Linked DNA regions of Mus musculus: region 1 is linked to region 2. Evidence: chromatin contacts called from public promoter capture Hi-C data. All regions are on one chromosome and are shown on one strand. The core of a region is the stretch at or near the end of the contact, and the rest is flanking DNA. Distances in the headings are between cores, read along the strand shown.

What was found. Promoter capture Hi-C pulls out the DNA fragments that hold promoters and counts their contacts.
Region 1: a promoter capture Hi-C map of embryonic stem cells shows a contact between it and region 2, with 5 times the contacts expected there. The contact joins the promoter of Dmrta2 here to the enhancer-like site in region 2. A contact is called at or near these places in 3 of 39 promoter capture datasets (the C10 cell line, embryonic stem cells and stem cell-derived epiblast-like cells), 1 of 484 Hi-C or Micro-C datasets (embryonic stem cells), 5 of 115 datasets of contacts at active chromatin or transcription factors (astrocytes, bone marrow-derived macrophages, embryonic forebrain and 2 more) and 2 of 9 other capture datasets (adipose tissue and embryonic stem cells).

The regions. Positions count from the first base shown.
Region 1 is chr4:109,976,477-109,981,008 of GRCm38.p6, forward strand. It overlaps Dmrta2 (doublesex and mab-3 related transcription factor like family A2), which reads left to right and starts at 1,549. Exons shown (of 3, transcript NM_172296.2): 1 at 1,549-1,860; 2 at 3,379-3,933. The coding sequence starts at 3,387. Dmrta2os (a long non-coding RNA gene) reads right to left here and starts at 3,136. Exons shown (of 4, transcript XR_868017.3): 1 at 2,462-3,136; 2 at 866-2,310; 3 at 451-637; 4 at 1-293.
Region 2 is chr4:109,431,349-109,435,726 of GRCm38.p6, forward strand. Ttc39a (tetratricopeptide repeat domain 39A) reads left to right here. Exons shown (of 18, transcript NM_153392.2): 10 at 43-110; 11 at 191-250; 12 at 1,641-1,802. Among named protein-coding and RNA genes, the nearest start is that of Ttc39a, 26 kb to the left of the region's middle. Within about 2 kb of position 1,938, at least 73 of the 459 cell types and tissues checked have an H3K27ac peak or open chromatin away from gene starts, as enhancers often do. A contact at or near this core is called in astrocytes, where this site is marked.

The DNA of each region.
Region 1 (4,532 bases), core at 299-2,798, 540 kb after region 2:
TTCTTATCTCCCCCAGTCGGATCCTCAGTTGGCTCCTTGGGCGGAGCGCATCCTGACCCTTGCAGGACCATGGTTCTGTTTTGGGGTCCTGCTGATCTCCTCTTCTTTCCAGTCCCAGTCGCGGGTCCTCCTGAGGCAGGCTCTGGGTGCCTAGCAGATGACCGTCTGCAGTGGCAGAGACCCGACTTCCGACGCCCAAGGGTTTCTAAAAATCAATGCCAAAACGCACGGCAGGGATCGGAAAGGGAGTAAGGAGATAGTTTCGCATTTCATTTAAACGAATTTTCTTTACTCTGAAGGAGAAAAGTAGAAAGCAAAAATGAGAGTAACAGAATGTTAGCCTCAAAGGCAAAGGAAAAGTCCGAGCTGGAGGGTGACACAGTCCAAGGATTTAAACATCAGTAACAGATGGGAATAACTAGGAAGAGATACAAAATTCGAACTTGTTACCTCCTCCGCAGACCCAAGGGGGTTCTCGGGCCGTGACGTCAGCACGGGTCGAGGAAGGCCAAGTCAAAGCAGGTCCAGTGCCCTCGCCCCCTGCGGAAGTCTTGTGGGCTGATGGGTCTGACCGTCTGGCCGGTTCCTCCAGCCTCCAGAGGATCTGGGGAGTCGCAAAGGCGGCTTTTTACTTTGGCTTTAAAAAAAAAAAGTTACAAGTAAACTTTGTTAATTTCAAACAGCCACAAAAAGAATTCCACAAAAAAGGGCAGCAAGATGCAAAGAAATTCGGAAAGGCAAGGAGGGCACAGGGGGCCGAGGGAAAGGGCAGGGGCGCAGGGAGAGGAGAAGCTGCAGCGCTTGGACCCACGTTCCTCCCGGGGCTCCTAGCTTGAAAACACAAATCCTTACAAATCGCACTTACCACTCCGTGACGCCCACGGTGTCAGGACTTTGCAAACGAAGAAACTAAGCATTAAAGGTGATAGAGGGCGGGGGAAGGGAGCAAACCGGCTCTCAACTACCTCGGAGCCCGTCGGACGTGGAAGCACACGGTCACGGTCAGAAGGAAGCCAGCAAAAACCATCTTGGCAAGTCTGCGGTGAACGCCCTCCCTCCCCCACCCCGGCACCCGGGTTCCACTCCCACTTCGACAGCGGTAATTGAATTGTCACCTGCTCCTGTCCCGCCCCAGGCCTCCGGGGCCACTTGGGAAGCTAGGCCTTGCCAAGCGCCCCGGGCCAAGGGAGAGTGGCTCAGTGGAGCCGGAGCCCCAGGAGTAGAGGGGTTACACACGTCTACGCGGAGAGGCGCACCGGACACGGTAATTAGGAGCAATTCACACGCTCTCGGGCGCACGGAAACTTCTTGTCACGACATTTGCAACGCTCCTCCTCGCGCACTCCTTCCCTGGCGCCCCCTCCCATCCCGCAGGCACTCAGCAGAGCGTGCGGAGTTTCGAATCTTTCGGACACTGTAGAATGAGGGGCTCCCCGGGCGCGGGCCCGGCCAATCAGAGCGCCGACTGTCTCCCCTGGCCAATGGCAGGCGCCACATTGTTGTCCAATTCTGTCTAATGGAGCCCTGAGGAGCAACAATAGAGCGGGCGAGCGGCTCATTGAGAGCTGGCAGCGCCGGACTACCCGGCCCGGGGCGAGCGCAGCGTCCGGAGCGCACCGAGGGGACGCCGGTTGCAACCAGCCCGCCCTCGGCCAGGCCCCCGGCCCCGAGGCCCCTCCGGGGTGTTGGACTGCTGTGTTCCTAGAGGGGTCCGGAAGTTCGGACATGGTGGCTGAAGGAGGGTGACGTGGTCAGAGAAGGGGCCGGGGGCAGAGGGACGAGGCCAAGAGAGCCGAGGCGCGAGCCGAGCTGGGCGACGCGTGCTGCGCCAACAGAGGAGGAGCCCGGAGCTCGAGGCAGGTAGGGGAGGGCCGGCAGCCGAGCAGGGGAGGCGACCGGGTCGGTGGCCCCCGAGGGCGAGGCCCAGGCCCTGCCGGGCCTTGGGCATTGAGTGCTTGAGGGTCTGGGGGAAGAGGCCTCGGAGCACACGGTGCTCTGGGATTCCCAGACCCGGACCCCAGGAGCGGCTCCCGGCTCTGGCGGGGACCCGGGCTGCGTGGCGGGGAGTGGAGGCCGCGGCGGAAGCCAGGAGCAGGGCCTGCTGGGCCTTCTGCGGCTGCGGCGCAGGTGAGACTCTCGGGTCCCTTCAGGGTCAGTTTTGGAGGCGACTTCCTGGCCTCCTTTGAGGCCTGCTGGATTGTGCAAGTCCCAGAACCCTGGTCTGAGACCAACACTCTGGAACCTGCGCACAAGCGGGGTCCCAAGAGGTCCCAGGATGAGGAGGGCGTGTCTGAGGACTCAGTTCCTAAACTGGGAGGGGTGGGGGTTGGGTAAGAGGCATTGAGCAAAAGGACTCTGGCTCCTGCAAAGTCTAACTTTTCTGAAGATGTGCTTTCCTCTGACTACTCCAGACTAAAAGTCTAACCCCCAAGCCACAGGTTTCACCCTATCCCCGCCCTACCTTTTGCTGGAGATTTTTTTCCTAAGCAGCGCTGTCCCTCTCGGTGGACCTCAGTCCGGGTCGCCTTGTCAGCTGTTTCTGGACGTTTTTCTTGTTATTCAACTAATCTTTGAGCTAGGGTGGCCAGTCCAAAGAAAGTTTCTTCCGATGGCTTTTCTCTCTTCTCAGCTCTCCTACACTCAGTTCTGTGGAATAGAACTAACCCTTTAGAGGCTCAGACCACAGTATTTGCAGAATTCTTTTGGCTGTGATCCCAGGGCCATAAGCCGAACTTTGCCTCCAAGTTTTGTCTTCTAGTTCTTACCCTACTTCTAACAGGAAAAAATTCTTCAGTTCCTTTTTGCTCGAATTCCTCTGCTTCCACATTGAAAGCTACAATTAAGACCCCAGCCCAACCTGTTCACCTCCTCACCCCGCCTGCACATTTCTCTCCTCTTCACCTGTCCACCAAACGGGATCATTTTGCTCCTTTTTTTTTTTTTTTCTTGCTTTGCCTTTGACATCCGCTTGTTGGTCCCAAGTTTTCTCTGTAATCTGAGTCCCTTTCAGGCAAATATTTCTCTTTTCTCGACTCACCCCAATTAACCTAAGCTTTGGGCATAATATTTTCTTTCCAAATCCTCTTTACATTCAACTGCACCAATGACTTCCAAACGTTGTCTTGTTTTTTTCCCCTTGGCGGAACTACTGATTCAAACGAAATCTTACACGTGTAGTCAGATATAAGAGGTCAGTGGTGGGGGTGGGGGCGTACTTGTTTACAGGGAGCTTCCAGTTCGTTTCCCCAGCAGTTTGACAGCCACAAGTTTAGTTAAACTTGTACAACCAAAGTTTCCCAAAATGGGTTTCTGCAGGCCGTGCTTAAGCCTAGTGACTGTATTACCCTGACTCAGGTATCCCCACTTTCCCCACGCTAGGTCCAGCCATGGAGCTGCGCTCGGAGCTGCCCAGCGTGCCCGGTGCGGCGACAGCAGCAGCGACAGCGACGGGACCACCCGTGGCATCGGTGGCGTCGGTGGCTGCGGCGGCAGCTGCCGCAGCATCGCTACCAGTGAGCGTGGCCGGAGGCTTGCTGCGGGCGCCGCCGCTGCTGTTGAGGGCAGCGGAGAAGTACCCGCGGACCCCCAAGTGCGCGCGCTGCCGCAACCACGGAGTGGTGTCCGCGCTCAAGGGCCACAAGCGCTACTGCCGCTGGAAGGACTGCCTGTGCGCCAAGTGTACGCTCATCGCCGAGCGCCAGCGCGTCATGGCGGCTCAGGTGGCCTTGCGCAGGCAGCAGGCGCAGGAGGAGAACGAGGCGCGCGAGTTGCAATTGCTGTACGGCACTGCCGAGGGCCTGGCGCTGGCCGCCGCCAACGGCATCATCCCCCCGCGGCCTGCCTACGAAGTCTTTGGCTCGGTTTGCGCCACCGACGGCGGGGGTCCTGGAGCTGGAGCGCCCGCGGGGAGTGCAGGGGGCGCAGGGGGCGCAGGTGAGAGCACGGTCACACTGGGGGTGGGGTGGGGTCTGGAAGGAGGAGCCCAGGGGACACAGGGCTGGTGCGCGAGGCCTAGTGGCTTGTTCCTTCCCTGACAAAGTGCAGCTCCCTTCCCTAGATGCTCCAACTACTTAACTGTGGCTCTCCACCCACTCATAAACTCTCTGCCCTGCCTGCAGTTTTTATACTTTCTTCCTCGCCCTCACCCCAGGCCCCAAGGCAACACTTTAGCCTTACTCTTGTTAGGGGGCAGGTCCTTAGTTACTGCCCAACTCATTTAGCTGGGCCTTCTCCCCTGGCAGCCCGGAAGCCGCCCATCTGTTCTGCTCTGAGCTTCTTACAGGCCACCACTCTCTTTTCTTCCCAACTCTTCTGAAAAGACCCTGGCAATCCTTCTAATCCGCACTACTTCCCTAAGTACTGGAGACGCCCTCTTTCGTTTCTCAGCAAGATTCCTTTCCTCCAGTTCCTAAGGCATTTCTGACAAAACATTCTCTGCGTTCCCCTCGCTCTGGCTCCGTTTCTCTCTCAGGCACGCCGGGTTTCTCATAGTTGGCACTTTTTTTGCTCTTTCTCGGGTCCCTTTCCCTTGC
Region 2 (4,378 bases), core at 688-3,187:
AGCAACGGTTACCCGAGCAATGTACCTCCCTGCCACCTCCAGGTACTGGGAATGTCAACATCGAGGAGGCAGAGAAGCTGCTGAAGCCCTACCTGAACCGATACCCCAAGGTGAGACCAGTCCCTGCTGGGCACTCCCACCCCACCAGTACCCAGTGGACCCACCCGGATCCTCACGAGTATCATTGCAGGGCGCCATCTTCCTGTTCTTTGCTGGGCGGATTGAAGCTATCAAAGGAAATATTGATGCTGTGAGTGATGTGGGGCTTTCTTGGGGTATCCCAGCCCAGCAAGACGTTAGATACATAGAGGCCATACTCGGGGATAGGGTGAGCCCAGGAAGGGGCAGGGGTAGGAGAAGCATTCTGTCAGAGGTGGTCTGGGAGGAGAGAGGTGCCTTTTGATAGGAAGATATAGGATTCTGACATTCCTGATCAGGAAAAGCTGCTGTCCCCCCGGGGCATGGGTGACTAGGCTGGATTCGGTGAATAGGGTAGGGGTGGGAGTGAGGAAGGAGGAGAAAGGGCCATGGAAAGGGATTGGGCAATGTTTTTCAACCTGTGGGTCATGACCCTTTTGGGGCCAAATGACCCTTTCACGGGAGTCACCTAAGACCATCAGAAGAAAACTTTAGATATTTACAGTTCACAACAGTAACAAAATTACAGTTATGAAGTAGCAATGAAAATAATTGTATGGTTGGGAATCACTACAACACGAGGAACTGTATTAAAAGGTCACAGCATTAGTAAGGGTGAGAACCACTGAGCTAGAGACAGGGAAGGTCACAGCCATGGCAAAGCTCAGAGAACTATGCCAATATAGAAGGCTACATTCCAGAGTCCTGGAAATCTCCAGCGAGCCCTCGCAGGATAAATCCCTGGCTGTGAGTAACCATGGAAACTACTGGACTCTTTGGTGTTCTTTCTGAGGTCCAGACATTATTGTATTAGTATATTAACACCTTCTGGGACTGGATGGATGGCCCAGTTGGTAAGCTGCTTGGCACAAAAGGATAAGACCTGAGTTTAGTCCCCAGCACCCATGTGAAAAAGCCAGACATGGTGGCATGAGGTTTGTTGACCAGCCAGCCTAGCCTAATCGGGGAACCCCAGGTCTCAGCGAGAAACCCTGTCTCAAGATAAAGATGGATAGCTCCTGAGGAAAGGTGCTTGGGGTTGGCTCCACCCACATCCATGCCCACGTGCACACAGGGATGGGAGAATTACAGCCTCAACAGCTTGTACCTTCTGTCCCCTCCCCCAGTGTGCTCTGCTCGGAGCTCTCACTCAGGGACCAGATCTCTAGAATCCATACGAGGGGGCAAGCATCATGGATCGTCAATGAGGCTTAGTGTCGCGCCAGTACAGGAAGCCAGATTCCCTGGCTTCCAGACGCCCGTGCCTTGGGGGAGGCCATCCCTGCTGTGGGCTGTGGGGCCAGGTGGGGCCTCCCTGAGCTGGCCTGTGCTTGTCCCAGGCTGTCCTATGGGGGCCCGCTGGGCCTCCCTAAGCTGGCCTCTGCTTGTCCCAGGCTGTCCTATGGGGGCCCACTGGGCCTCCCTAAGCTGGCCTGTGCTTGTCCCAGGCTGTCCTATGGGGGTCCGGTGGGCCTCCCTGAGCTGACCTCTGCTTGTCCCAGGCTGTCCGGCGGTTTGAGGAGTGCTGCGAGGCCCAGCAGCACTGGAAGCAGTTTCACCACATGTGCTACTGGGAGCTGATGTGGTGCTTTACCTACAAGGGCCAGTGGAAAATGGCCTACTTCTACGCCGACCTGCTGAGCAAGGAGAACTCCTGGTCCAAGGTAAGCTGACACTGTGGGTCAGGGGTCGCCCCGATAAGCCATGGAGCCTCGGAGCTAAGGGCCAAACCCCTGACTGAACACAGATTTGTCCCCTGGCATCTAAACAGAACCAAATGTTTGAACAGGACTCAGGGTTGGGAGGAGGGAAAAGCTGTGACCAGCAGAGAAACTGGACTTGGTGCTGGGGATTGATCCAGGGCCCTGTCTATCCACGCTAAGCATCCCCTGCTTCCCGAGTTACACCCCTCCAACTCCGAAGTGTCAGCGTATCTACCTATCACATGTCTAGCAAGTGCTGTCTAATCACACTGGCTACTGTGGCAGGGGTGTCTTTCTTCTGTGCTACCCCAGTGTGGCAGCCACCAGCCACATGGACACATCACCAACACATTGTTTACACTTTATGTGTTTTAAATCAAAGGGCTCCAAGTAGGCCTAAGAAGGTAAAACCTTTGAAGGGGAGCCAGGGAGGGTGAAAGCCCAGAGCAAGAAATGCACGGGCTCAGGGCTCGGGTACTCCCGAGAGGCTCTGTGTCCACTGGGTAAGGGCTGTGGTATGAAAGTGAGGCCGGATGCCAGAAGCCACTTGCTGGAAGCTGACAGGTACTGTGTGCCTGGCACAGCCTGGGTTTCCTACTGCAGTGAGGTAAACATTTGTGGAATGAGAGGGCAAACAGCTGACACCAGGGAGAAGGCCTTGGATCAGAAGTGACTGTGGTCTACCCGATGTCCCTGGATGACTTGACTGTAAATGAGTCACTGCATACTCCAGCCTGACTCCTGGTTGTCAGTGAGTGGAAGAGGTCTGTCAGGGTGGGGGCAGGGAGGCCGTAAGAGAAAGTCTTCACAGGCAAAAGCCCAGAGGGTCTATGGAGGGATGGGGAAGAGATGCCATCAGACGATCCTGTGTTTGGGGCAGGTCATGGAAAGCCTGACAGGTCCTTCGAGCTTTATTATAGCGGGGGCAGAAAGGACCTTGAATTCTTGTGCTTGCTGGGCACTCTCGGTGGCAGGCCTAGGCCAGGATACAGAGAGAACAAAGAGAAGACACTGAAGGCACAGAGCCATGAAGAACAGAAGATATACCATGTTTGATGACTTTCAGTGAAAAAACTCCCCAGTCAGGGACAACATGGGGTACAGTCAAGAGGTAGGCCATATATGTCTTGAAGGACTGCTGTGGGCTACAGGTGGAGCCCCACTCCCACCCCACCCCCATCTGGATCAAGGCAATGGCTGGGATTAAAAGCTTGTGCCACCATGTCCAGCTGTCATGTCCCACATTCTCCTGTGGCTTACTGATTTCCTTCTGTCCCTATCCCCTTGTCCCGTCATGTGACTCATGGACTATGTGTTCCCCTTGCCTATATGAGACCATGTATTAACTATCTCCCATAGTTAATATGAAAAATGAGCTACTATTCAATAACTCATTTTTTGTGTGTGCTAGAACATATATTTGGCACATGAATCTGTGAAGGAGGCCAGACACTGGCTTCCAGATGTCATTCTCTCTTGCTCTCTATCTTATTTTTTGAAGTGATATCTCTTCATGGAATATGAACCTTGTCATTTCAGCTATGTGGGCTTGCCAGTGAACCCTAGGGACTTCCTGTATTTGCCCTGCTTCAACTCTGCCCCACTTGCCAGTCCCAAACTGGGGTTACAGACACCTGCAAGGAAGCCTAGCTTTATGCATGTGCTGACGAACTCAGGTTCTCACACGTATGCAGTGAGCATTTTATACACTGAGCCATTACCCATTACCCAGACTTTTTTTTCCTGTCTGTTTTTTATGTCAACTTGATATAAACTGGCGTCATCTGGAAGGAGGTAACTTCAACAGAGAAAATGCCCCCCATAAGATCAGACTGTAGGCAAGCCTGGAGGATTTTTTTTTTTTTTTTTTAAGATTAGTGATTGATGTGGGAGGGTGATGTCACCCTGAGCTGGTGGTCCTGGGTTTCATAAGAAAGCAGGCTGAATAAGCCACGAGGAGTAAGGCAGTAAGCAGCCCCCCTCACGGCCTCTGCATCAGCTCCTGCCTCCAGGTTCCTGCCCTGCTTGAGTTCCTGCCCTTGCTGCTCTCTGTGATGAACTGTTCTATGGAACTGTGAGTCCAATCAACCCTTTCCTCCTCTGTGTGTCACGATGTTTCACCTCAGCCATAGAAACCCAAACTAAGACAAGTCTCTCATTCCAGCCTGGGCCTAGAACCCACGTAGCTTAGGCTGTCCGTAAACTTGAAGCCATTTTCCTGCCTTAGGCTAACAATTGTTAGGATTTCAGGTGAGAGACATCACCTCATGCTAAGATCTTTTAAAAATTAATTTTGGGGGGTAGCACACAAAATTATGGATTTTATTGTGACATTTTCATACATATATGAAGGTATATAGTGTACTCTGCCTATTTCCAGCCGCCTTCTCCCCAGTCTACCTTTCTCCAAAGTCTTCCTCTTTCATGTTTTATATATGTTTCTATATCCATCCATCCATCCATCCATCCATCCATCCATCCATCCATCCATCCATCCATCCATCCCTGTTGCCATGATCAACACCATGACGGAGCCA